2 separate regions of the Gossypium hirsutum genome follow, and region 1 is linked to region 2. A link is a contact called in public Hi-C data. All regions are on one chromosome and are shown on one strand. Each heading gives the region's core, a stretch centred on a gene start, on an enhancer-like site or on the middle of the called end of the contact. The rest is flanking DNA. Distances are from core to core; before and after follow the strand shown.

Region 1 (6,248 bases), core at 3,079-5,578, 170 kb before region 2:
TGTCTAATTACTCTGTTAACCATGCTAATTTTTAACAATACAAATGGATAGAACTTTTAACAAAAAAAAACTAATTTGCTCTTTGATCTAGCATATAGAGACTAATTTACCTTTTTTTAGTAGAAAGGTCAAAATGCAATCTAACTCCTAGTATAGAGACCTCTAAGGTACTTTTACTTGCATTAAGCAAACAAAATGGAAATAAAAATGGAAGGTTACCAAAAGAGTATGCTCAAACTGAGCGCTGCGTTTGCCGTCTGCTGTAACAGCAGTCCACCCATCAGGCCACATTTGATCACGCCAAACGCCTATAGACAAAAATCCATCGACATAGTGAGTAAAACAAAAGAATTTATAAGTGGTCAATAAGTATTAAACTTCGGGAGTCACCTGCATTAATCATTGGTTCAATTGTAAAAGTCTGTCCAGCTTTCATTACCCCAACGGCTTTATTTCCTGATCGGGTTAAGAGTAGCAACAGATAAAAGAAACAGTTTACATAAGCAGTTGAATCATTAAATGTCTTGACAATTTTCGATAAAAGTACCATGGAAACCCCTATACTAGAAGCTGGATTGCATTTTACCCCCTCTACTCAAAAAATGGGCAAATTAGTCCTTATACGTAAGATTAGTTTGCTCATTGGTCTAATGTACAAGGACTAATTTGCTTAAGTGAATGGGGGCAAAACTCCTAGTACAAGGACCCTCATGGTACTTTTACCATGATTTTTCCATGAAGCATTTAGGACAGTTAAACATAAAAATAAAATGTAACAGGTCTGCGAAGCTTGATCTAATAAGGATACTTCCATAATGGGGAATATTTGGGGCACAGTGGAACAACTCTCCAATACCATGGCCACAATATGATTTCACCTATAGTAACAAAAGATGATAGAGCACGACGTAAACAAAAACTGTAATCGAGATGATATGTGAACCGGAATATATATGCATATACCAAATTTACACATTACCACAGATAACCCTGACATTGAAGCATGGCGATTAATAACTTCTCCAACATCACGAAACCTCACTCCAGGCTTAACTGGAATTCGAGTGCCAAAATAGATTTATCAGAAATCAAGTCTCTATCCCATTGCAAAGATTACAATATGTAAAACTCATCGACAAAAAAGACTATGAATCACATACCAATAGATATTGCTTTATCTAAGCACTCGTATGTACACTGTACCAGCTTACGAGATGCTTCATCTACGTTTCCCACAAAATATGTTTCGTTTAAATCGCCTGCACGATGAGTCAATCCTTCATCAAGTACAGAGCTTCACTATGTGGCATTGGAATTATATAAACGAGAAGATTCTTACCATGAACACCTTTATAGTAAACAGTCACATCAACATTTATAATATCACCGTCTTCCAGTTTCCTAAGGCAACACGATTTCAGTTCAAGCACATCTTAGTAAATGATAAATACCACCGATGAATGTAACCACTGTAAAAGTTTCTAGAATTAGAACAAAGCTAATACCTTGCATCAGGAATCCCATGGCATATAACTTCATTAACTGACCTGGAAAAGAAAACGAAATATGTTTTAATTAATCAACAAGGTAAAAGTACCATGCAGGCCCCTATACTAGGAGTTGGATTGCATTTTGCCCCCTCTACTCAAAAAATGAGCATATTAGTCCATGTACGTTAGATTAAAGTCTTTTTGTTAAAAATTGGTCCCTATACGTCAGCATGAGGTAGACGTGGCATGCCACATGTCACTGATTGGTTATTCTGTCAATCAAGCCAGTTTTTAACCGTACAAATGGATGAAATTTTTAATAAAAAGGACCAATTTACTTTTTGATCTAAAGTACAGAGACTAATTTGCCCATTTTTTGAGTAAAGGGGGCACAATACAATCCGACTCCTAGTACAGGGGCCTCCATGGTATTTCTACCATCAATAGAATAATCTCTAGAAACTCAACAAATATGTATAGAAGTACTTACGTGCAACAAGACTTTGGGAAAAAATGATAATTGAGAGGTGATGGATAAGCTCCTGCATGAGAGATTACATATAAAGTGAAACCAAGTAGGTGAAACCAGGTAGATGCACAATCACAAATACATGCAGCAAAATGAAAGTTCATTCAAACCTGCAGCAACAGTAGCCTCATGAACCACTCGATCAATTTCATCTGTTGTTACACCAGGACGGATCATTCGAGCAGCTGCATCCAAAACCTCCCTTGCAATCTAGCAATAGAGATTTAAACACCAAGAGATCTTGAAATAACTCGAGAAAAATTAAAAATCAATTCCAAAGAAAACTGGATATAACTAAAAATTGAACAAAGGGCTGTGAATCAAAAAACAAAATCAAGTGGAAGATGGAACTTACACGACATGTTTCTCGCATTCTCTCAATTTGATCAGGAGTCTTGATCTTCATACAGACACACCAAAAGTTAATAAGAAAAAAAGAAGAAGCTAAAATCATAAGGAGCATATAAAGTATTTATTATTAGTTCTCTAACGCTTAAGAAGAGATTTCACTCGCATAAACTTACCTCAACACGATGTTGCCAATCACTGTTCAGCTCAACCTTTGGAACTCCCTGCATTGAAAGGAGAACAGAAATATCTTAGAAATGCAAAACCAACACGAAAGAAGAGAGAAAATAAGGTTAATTGTTCATGAATAGGTCGCTCATCAACAAATTTCCCACTCAATTGCTAATAAGTATTCCATATACACGAACTGATTTCGAAATACTCACATCATTAGCCCAATCAGGCTTATCAATGTGAGCAGGTACATTACGCTTGACAGATATGGGATATGGTCTAAGTGACCTGAACAACGAAGATAATAATAAAAATCAGAAATAACAAGGACCCAAGCTTAAAAAGAAAGTGTAAAAGAGGGACTACAATCTTAGACAAGTACCCAGTCCAATTAAAAGGAGGAAGTTTCGGAGTCCGACTTTGTCCTTTCCTCGAGCAATATAGCCAACCCTCACTAGCTAAATCAGAGTTTTGTCCACCAGCACCATCCGTACCAAGTGAAGACAGCTTTGCCTTCAAATGAACTGACTTGTGTGAGCTCCAAGAAGCCTTGAAACAATCCTGAGTGCTGTCAATAAAAACAACACCATTAAAGAAGAAAAGGGCTACATTCTTCTATTAGTCCCTATACTTTGTGAAATTTGTGGATTTAGTCCCTACTTTAATTTGATGTTCAAATTAGTCAATTTTAGTCTAGTCCTTACCCAAACAGTAACAATTAAATCTATTTGGATAAATTCAATTGCTAGTGCTGTACTATGCATAGGGTTGTAGATTTAGTTCATATTCTCCAATTGGATCATTTAAGTCCCTATACATTTTGAATTTTGATATTGTAATACTAACATAAATGATAATCGTTAATTCATTAACTGAATTTTTAAAGAGTACTATGTGGAAATAGTAAGCTAACACAATATTTAATATACCATAATATGTTTGCCGCATCAATTTTTGAAAATAGCATAACTTAATAAATTTAACAGTTATCAGACAGAAATTTTAATTTTTGAAAAGTACAGGGACTAATTAAAAATCTACAAGAAAAGGATTTACATACCAGAAGGCAGCACCTTCACGAGGAAGCTTTAACTCCACACACTTAGGACACCTACAGATAATAAGCTATATCATTAACAAAAGGATTCAGCTTAATTGTAAAGTTCATCACTATTAACCAAACACAGCTCAATTCACATTTTTTTATGCTCAAAATATATTTTTTTAAAAATCACTATAAACCAATTACAAGCTAATTCAAAATATCTCACAAATTTGAAAACTACCCAATGTTAATTACAGCAAAAAAATTGATATTCTAAAAATGATAATATTTTAAAGCGAAAACAATAACATACTGAAGGCTAGCAGGATTGCTACAACGAGCACATGAAAGCGTCTCCGCCGCATCAGAGCCACCAGCCATTGGACCTTATGTATAAGATTGAACCACCCGGTTCAATTCAAAAATAAATTAAAAGGAAAGAACCAATAAACTATTACTGAATTGTTTGTGATTGAAAAAATAAATTGGGGAAATTTTTTTGTTGAGAAAATTAGGGTTAAACTTTTATAGTAATAAATAATCTGGGTTCCACAAACAAATCCCTAAAAACTTAATAAAATTTCTCCCCAATCTATTTATCTGCCAGCGATCGAGTTTAACTTAAAAATTGAAATTTCAGCCCAAAATGTACAATCTTGTCTGAAAAATACCTACTTGCCGGCGCAAGGAAGATAAAGCTCTAGACTTTTAGGGCTTTTGGAATTGGGGCTTTCAAAATTCATAGCTTTTGGGCTTATCTTTTATCTTCGGCTTTTCTATTTTTGCTTTCTCTTTTATTTTTGGGTACATTAATGTTTTGGCCACATAATTTAAAATGTTACAAAATAGTCACTAAATTATTTAAAAGTTTTCATATAAGTAATTGGATTGTTAAAATTGTTGTTGTATGACCTTATCTATTTGCACCGTCTGCAACAATAGAAAGCTCTTATTCTCCTTTTATATAGTTCAACTATTTTTCATGAAACAACTTTGACCGTCACGAATTTGCAAACCAAAATCCAAATAACTTTTTTCTCTGATCATCAGATTGACATGGATTTAAACCATATTCTTCTATTCATCGATGAGCATTGATCCATCGTATTGATCGTTGAATCGTCGCTTGAAACTCACAAGTTAGACTTAAAAAAAAACACACTTAACAGCACAGTGACTTAATGAAAACTTTTGAGTGATTCAGTGACCATTTTGTAATTTTTTAAAGTTAAAATAACTAAAACGTAAACTTACTAGTAATTTAGTTACATTCAATTATTTTGTAGAAAAAATCAACGTGTTGATTGTGTTTGATGAATTGGATTTGAAGATGGCTTATATAGGAAGATAGATTGGGTTTAGAGGTTAGACGATTCTACAAGATATATAATAAATTTTAGGAGCATTAGAGTTTACTCAGAGGGTTGCTCATCTAATTATATTGGTCTGTATAGTGACTAGTATATTGATCCATATTGGTCTGTATGGTGACTAGTATATTGATCCTGCAACATGGGGTAGGGGGTAATCTTGTCCCCAAAATAATAAAATTATCTTGTAAATTCTTCAAATTTTAAAAAATTACATAAATTTATACTTTGACGGTTGCTGGCAAGGCTATTGGGTCTTGCTATCTATTTATATTTATACTATATTTAAATTATTGATTAAATTAATATCACATATTTACGACATATTTTAACTTTATATAAAATATATAAAAATTAATTTAAACTTCAACTCTTAATTAATCACAATTATCTCTTAAACTTTTATTAATAATACTAAAATAACATACAAATTAACCCATAAAATATTTTAGCTATAATTTTTAGATTAAAACTATTAAAGCCATTATTATCACATCACAAAAACATTAACAATTACAATAAGAAACCATTAAATTAAAGCCTTGAATTAAAAGGCACACCAGTCTCCGGAATCCATAACTCTCCTTGTATGAACCTATTCACCGTAAAAGGGTTAGCCTCTTCGGCCCGGTTGAAGACATGAAAACCGGGCCACTTCACTCGATTCCCGATCGAAGCACCATTCCCTGTGTTCCTATACTCCGCATAATACAACGTTGACAACGCAAAGCTGCCGCTCCATTCATTCCATCCCTTGGGGTCGATCAAACCGTCAAGGTCCGTCTTCATGAACACCGTCCTTGAATACTTCTTCCATGGCCTACCTAAGTAACTCTTGAACAAATGCTTGACCGAATCGAAATCGGGTGCTGGTCTCACTCGGGATTCCATAATTGAAATCCCTGTGTTCTCGTTGGGATCGTCTCTCCCTTGTGCCGTTACCATGTTGGATTGATGGTCCATCGGTCTTTTGACAAAGATGTCGCAGTTTTGCAACACGGCCGAGGCGTCACCAAATATGTAATCGATTGTGCCGTGTATGTGACAGTCTCGGTAAAATTGTCGCAGCGAGTGGAGGAAGAGACTGTCTTGGTAACCCTTGATGCTACAGCGGTAGAACACAGAATGGTCCGAACTTACCCTTAATGCCACAGCTTGATGTTTATGCGGACCGGCAGTGTTCACAAATGTCACGTCCCGTGCCCAAAAACCATCCCCGGAAACACCTACAAAAACAAAAAACTGAATTAAACCCATCAATATCATCAAATCTAAAATTTGAACCCGAGTTT
Region 2 (6,650 bases), core at 4,063-6,562:
ACTAAAAATAAATAAATGATTTTTTTCAAGACTGACAATATTGTGTCTTACAAACAAAACATAATTAAACATTTTTGTTCAAAACTGACATTATTCTATTTTACAAATTGAAAAATAAATTGTTTAACCATAACAAAAGCGACTTTCTCGGTGTTATTAAATTGTAGCTTGAATGTTGCCGATATTGATTATCTCACTCATGCGCTTCGATTTGTGATTCCTTTTAACCTTCAAACATCCCATTGACCTAGGGAATCCTAAATAATCCACCCGTTGTTTGTATAACCAATTTGAACCCGTTACCGAATAAATAATTGGCATCCGAAAATAACTATTAAATTTACCGGTGTCAAAGCTCCACCGGATTATCGTTAAACAAAACATACCTTCAAATTAAAAAAAAACGCAAATACATAAAAAAAAAAGCTTATCATATCTCTCCTATTCATCCTTTGACAAAGTATACTTTCGACTCAATTCATGTGTCATTGAGAGACTTATATATACAAATTTGGTCACGCCAAATAGAATGGCTCCACTAAATAAAATATTATTTTTAAAAATTTTAAATATAAAAAATAAATTAAAAAAGAACGCATTGGTGTCGCCATTTAAAATGGCTCCACCAAAAAAATATACATAAAATATTATAAAACAAATAATAAAAAAATAAAGAAAAACAAATAAAAAATAGAAAAATGACAAAAGGTAGTAGAGGCATTGGAATTTGGTGGCGCCAAATTATTTGGCTCCACTAGAAAAAGGAATATTTGTTTAAAACTCCCCATTTTTTCATCCTATTCATCCTCTAACAAAGTATAAGTATTTTTTTTTCAACTCAGATTCATGTGTCATTGAGAGGCTTATATATATAAATTTGGTCATGCCAAATAGAATGGCTCTACCAAATAAAATATTATATTTTAAAAATTTTAAATATAAAAAATAAATTAAAAAATATATTGGTGATGCCATTTAGAATGGCTCCACAAAAAAAATACATAAAATATTATAAAACAAGTAATAAACAAATAAAGAAAAACAAATAAAAAACAGAAAAAGGACAAATGTAGCAGAGGTGTTGGAATCTGGTGGCGCCAAAGTATTTGGCTCCACCAGAAAAAGGAATATTTGTTTAAAGCCCCCCCTTTTCATCACATTCATCCTCTAACAAAGTATAAGTAATTTTTTTCTTTCAACTTAGATTCATGTGTCATTGAGAGGCTTATATATATAAATTTGGTCACGCAAAATAAAATGGCTCTACCAAATAAAATATTATTTTTTAAAAATTTTAAATATAAAAAATAAATTTAAAAAAACGTATTGGTGACGTCATTTAGAATGGCTCCACCTAAAAAGTATACATAAAACATTATAAAACAAATAATAAACAAATAAAGAAAAACAAAAAAAAAGACAAAAGATAACAGAGGGGTTGAAATTTGGTGGCGGCAAATTATTTAGCTCCACCAGAAAAAGGAAAATTATATTATAAAATATTTAAAATAGTATAAAACAAATAATAAACACTTTAAAATAAATAAAATTTTAAAAAAAGTTTGAATAAACAAAGATTACAAAACATTTAAAATATAGATTTAAAATATTATAAAACAAATAATAAACAATTTTAAAAAAAAATAATAAACAAATAAAGAAAAACAAATAAAAAAACAAAAAAAAGGACAAAAGGTAGCAGAGGCGTTGGAACCTGCACCAAATTATTTAACTCCACCAGAAAAAAAAATTTGTTTAAAGCTCCCTCCATGTTTTCAAAAATTACAGTATTTTCCTAATATTTATACAGGTGGCGCCATTTTACATGGCTCCACCAAAAAATTGATTTTTTTTTCGATTGCTGATGTGGCATGTTAGTGGCGCCAAACACTTTGGCTCCACCAACTTATACTGTAAACTTTAAGTTATTTACATATTTTAACAAAAATAGGTCATTTGCGTAATTAATTAATTTTTTGAGTTAATTTTATAAAAAAAGCATGCAAAGTCACATCTCCAATCAAGGGTTCTTATCTGAGATTGATTCTCATGTATATGTGGGACGAAAGAGTTAACAAATGATGTCTCCTGAACATAGGTAAGAATAGATCAATATTATTTTAGGAAGTTCTAAAGTGAATTGAAAGCTCATTTCAGGCACAAACAACATAAGAAATCTAGCACAATATAAGGAGATGGATAATGCAAAGGGAAGACTCAATCAAGATCTAAGAGAAATGTATAGCTATGACAAAAGTGCAAATACAAAAGTGCAAGTTAGAAAGATAGAATAAGCAATCTCTTGCTTGATATTAGAGGTAGTTGAAGATGAAATCACTAGCGAATGAGGTCAACTTCTTGCAAACCAAGTAACGCGGTTCCAACAGAGGGTTTCACTCCAAAAGAGTTTAAGCATTGTCATCACATGGTGGAGTGAAACAATACCAATATATCAACATTTTGAATTGTTAGATTGATCATTTAGTCCGTAATTTTACGCAGATCGATGTTATTTCAATTCGAGATTGATTTTATCTCAATGTTAGTAAGACTTACTAGAAAATATTCAGATGTTCTTGGAAAATAATTAATTTGAAAAAGAAACCCCTTAAATTTTTTAGAAAATTATTTCAATTGGATGTTAATGGGGAAAATTTTAGCATGAGCTCCAAACTTATATAATCTTTTTAAATAGGAGAAGCCACTAGGCCCAAAAGGGGGTGGTTTGAGGCTATATAAAATGGGTCATGGGCCTTTCCACTCCTAATGACAAAACCTCAACCTTAAGACGCACCCGCTTAAGAGAAAAAAACAAGCTGTCCACCCAAAACCCTAACAATCAAGTGAGGTAGAGAGGGAGAAAGATGACGCAGAAAGGAAATCTGTTCAAGGGGCAAAAAAAGCAGAAAACAATCCCTCCCAATCGCCATGGAAAAGTTCCTCACATTCGCAAAGGTTTCTTGTTTACTTATATAACACTCTTAGCTTTTGTTTTTAAAATGTTTCGGTTCTATATATTTTAAAAAAAAAAATCGATTCTTTGCAGGTAAGAGAGTGGTCAAACCATCGAAGATGACAAAAGAGATGGACGCTGATCGAGTAAAGATTCAATTGTCTCTCTTTCCTTGCTCATTTTCTTTGAATCTATTGCTTGTTTCTGTTGTTTTGCAGTTTTATGAGCTGTTTGATTAAATTTAATTGAGATTGAATTAGTAGTTGCTTATAGTGCTTTTGTTTAGTCGTCGAGGTTCAATTTGCTAGCTGAGATTTATTTTGTTTTGCTGATTTTAGGTGCATCAGGTCACAATTATTAAATATTAGCAACGATTTTGTGGTTAAATTACCAATCCTATGGCACTCTGGATCAAATTCACTTGTATTAAAGAAAAACTGTGAGCTTGAATTCACCCTGATCTCTCACTTGTTCACTGTGTTTTGGTTCCGTCGTAGCAAAACTGTTGGCCACTGGAATTGGAAGGTTTTGACAACTATTTGCTTACTTCAGCTTATCTATGGGGCCTTATAATTGTTTCATTTTGATGCTGGGTCTACCCACTGTATCACATAAAATCTTTTTAATTTCGCTATCTACATGTGTAGTTCTTTATCTCGCTTGCTTGACTGAGTGTCCGGTTCTGTGCATACATGTAGGTTTGTTATTTAGTCTTTGACTTATGCTGAGCTTAGCCTAAATAGAATATAAGCTGGAGTTTGTTACGAGTATTTGTGTTAGTTGAAGATTTTAAGAATTTAAAGAGTATATGGGGGTCATTTGAGCTATATTTCTTTTTTCCAATGGAAGACTGGCATTGCACATCGTAATTATTGATTCATGAAGCTACATGCAGAGATATATTTTCTTTTCTTTCCACCGGATATACGTGTATTTCTTGGCACTGTGAATAACAGTGACAGAGTTTGCTAACAGTAACAGAGTCTCTTCTTTACTTGATGAGAGCAGGAGTTGACCAAGTTCATAAATCACTGCAATGAGATAAAAGCAGCCACCGTTGCTAACAAGGATGGAGGCCAACTAAGTATTGTGAAGCCACCTCCAGAATCTTCTGGTAATGTGAAGGAATAGCAATGATGCTTTGTCAAATAGGGCTCCAAGTTCTAACCCAAGAACCTTCAGCTTGGATTAGAGGAGATTTTTTCCCCAAGTAATGCAACCTAAACCAGCCTTTTTGTTTGAAGATCAATTCTGTTGTGAAATGTGTTTTTGATAAAATATAGTGTTTATCTTTTTGCGCTTCCATGGATAGATATGCTACTAGTTACTATGGATATTTAACTAAAATGCTTGGGTATAATAACTCAATTGAGGATAATAATGAAAGGGAAGTCAACATGTTCAGCTAACCAAGAAGCTAGCAGGCTAGGTCGAGAAATGGGAATGAAGGTGGTATCTTAGGACCAGTTTAGCATTGTTTCTCAGAAGTACTTTTGGGTCAAAATGCACTTTTGTGTAAAAGTTAAAATTTTCTGCTTCTGCATTTAGTAAAAAAAAGTGTTTTTGCAAAGCATTATTTTGTCCCGAAAGTACTTCTAAAAAGTTCAAAAACATTTTGTTTAGTAAAGTATTTATCTCAAAAGCGCTTTTTATCCCAAAAGTTCATCTGGGAGCAATATAAACCACTATTATTACAGGATTTACAATTAAGCTCAATAATAACGCCTCAGTTTTATTTAAGCCTTAAATTTGAAATCATAATTAGAGGGAAAATACTGGTATTCAGAACTAGAATATGAATTTAGATTTATATGGAAGTTAAAATGAGGGTTAATATGATTTTGACTTTTGAATTTGGTAATTAAGTTCACTTTGGTAGTTGTATGTTTTATTGGTCTATTTTGGTACTTGAATTTAACAATTAAGTTTATTTTGATCTATGAACTTAAAAAATTAATAAATTTTTAAATGATAATATAGTACAATTTGAAAGTGTTACATTTAATGTTTTAATAATCAGACCGGTTGAATAAATCAAACTATTAATTTTTTATTTGACTAGTTTAATTAATTCAATCATCAAACTAACAATAATTAAATTAATTGTTTTAAAAATCATAAAAATCTAAAAAAATAATTTTTTACTAAATTTGTTCAATTATTGATTTTTGTCTTTATTTTCAATTTTTACCTATTTCAAATAAATTTCAAGACAATTAGTTCAATCTTTTTGTTTGGACTTTTATATTGATCAATTCTTGGTTCACTCGATTCGGTTTTATATTATCAAATTTTGATTGAATTCAAATTCAAATATCAAAATAGATCTAGTTACAAGTCTCAATCTAAAGATCAAAATAAAAAATAAAAAGAAAGTATAGATATCGAAGTTTTGAAATAAAAAAATTATATTTTCAAGAGTTAAAAACTATATTATCTTTAAACAATAATACACGAATTTAGTTATTTTTGGTACAACTTGTGATTTGGACTTAACCAAAAGGTTAAAATGCGTAAATTTATTAAAGTATGTATAAAATAAATTGCTCATAATATCATAGACAAAAGACACCAATAACATTAAGGAGATGATGTCGGTGGTGCACTAATTATTATTTAAACAAAAGACATCAACAAGAAGATGATGTCGGTGGTGGACTAATTATTATTTACTCTTTTTTTTTTCATTTATTTTGAAGAATTTTTATTTTTTACAATGATTTTTATTCATTTTTTAATTATACTATTTTTATTTTATTTTATGAAAGAATATTACAAAACATATGGGTTAAATAATAAACAAAGATAATATCAATGTCAGTATTTTTGTTGGACTGTCCGAGTGTGTTTTCTATTTCCTTTTCCTTGACATATTTCAACTCAGGTTGGGGTTTTAACTAGTACTTATCCGGAATGAATCTGAAGGCAAATAGTGTTACGGGTATTGTCTTCTTATTATTCCAAGTATTTGGTTGGACGCCAAAGGCAACTGGACTCTGCACAGTGCACATCTCATCCCTACTCTCTAGTGATCATCACTTGATGTTGTCTGAAGAGTGCATGACTTGATACTTGATGATGATGATGATGATGATGATGATGATATTCAAGACAAAGGAAGCTTAAGATAATCCTCTTCCATTTCTCGGTTTCACTCAGATGGAAATTATTGTGTCTGGTGTTGCTGATGCTCTGCTCTCTGCTTGCTTCCGCTCCCTCTGTGAAACTCTGTTGTCCCCCGACTTCAATAAATTCTCACGGGAGGAGCAACTTGTAGCCGAATTGAATAAGTGGCAGAATTTGCTGCTTAAACTGAACGCCTCGCTTGAGGATGCCGAAGAAAAGCAAATCACAACTCGATCTGTCAAACTTTGGCTCGGGGACTTACAGGATGTTGCCTTTGATGCCGAAGATGTTGTTGACGAACTTGCCACCGAGGCTTTGCGGCGGAAACAAATGAAGCACACTCTGTCTTCACCAAGCACCACTAAGGTATGGAACTTCTTTCCATCTTGTTTCCGTGCTATCAATCCAAATGCTATTAAGTTTGATGGGAAGATGAAGTTCCGAATACAAGAAATTACTGCAAAGTTTGATGAGTTAGTGGCACGAAAGAATGATTTCAGTTTAGAAGAGATTGGTAGAGGGAGGTCTGAGAAAGTATTTCAGAGTTGCACCACTTCTCTTGTTGACGAGT

What was found. A called contact is a pair of places that touch in the nucleus more often than the background predicts.
Region 1: a Hi-C map of leaf shows a contact between it and region 2, with 2.1 times the contacts expected there. The contact joins the promoter of LOC107945610 here to the promoter of LOC107945600 in region 2. A contact is called at or near these places in 5 of 34 Hi-C or Micro-C datasets (callus, hypocotyl and leaf).

Annotation. Positions count from the first base shown.
Region 1 is chrD12:38,991,864-38,998,111 of Gossypium_hirsutum_v2.1, reverse strand. It overlaps LOC107945610 (methionine aminopeptidase 1A), which reads right to left and starts at 4,328. Exons shown (of 17, transcript XM_041106652.1): 1 at 4,262-4,328; 2 at 3,900-3,972; 3 at 3,602-3,652; 4 at 2,924-3,109; 5 at 2,754-2,829; 6 at 2,544-2,591; 7 at 2,375-2,419; 8 at 2,130-2,229; 9 at 1,981-2,032; 10 at 1,506-1,547; 11 at 1,340-1,401; 12 at 1,161-1,259; 13 at 980-1,053; 14 at 809-878; 2 more. The coding sequence starts at 3,967. It overlaps LOC107945609 (probable pectinesterase/pectinesterase inhibitor 36), which reads right to left. Exons shown (of 3, transcript XM_016879671.2): 3 at 5,334-6,182. The coding sequence ends at 5,491.
Region 2 is chrD12:38,823,876-38,830,525 of Gossypium_hirsutum_v2.1, reverse strand. LOC107945600 (putative disease resistance RPP13-like protein 1) reads left to right here and starts at 5,312. Exons shown (of 2, transcript XM_016879661.2): 1 at 5,312-6,650. The coding sequence starts at 6,113. LOC107945601 reads left to right here and starts at 2,719. Exons shown (of 3, transcript XM_016879662.2): 1 at 2,719-2,955; 2 at 3,047-3,099; 3 at 3,962-4,256. The coding sequence starts at 2,865. The coding sequence ends at 4,084.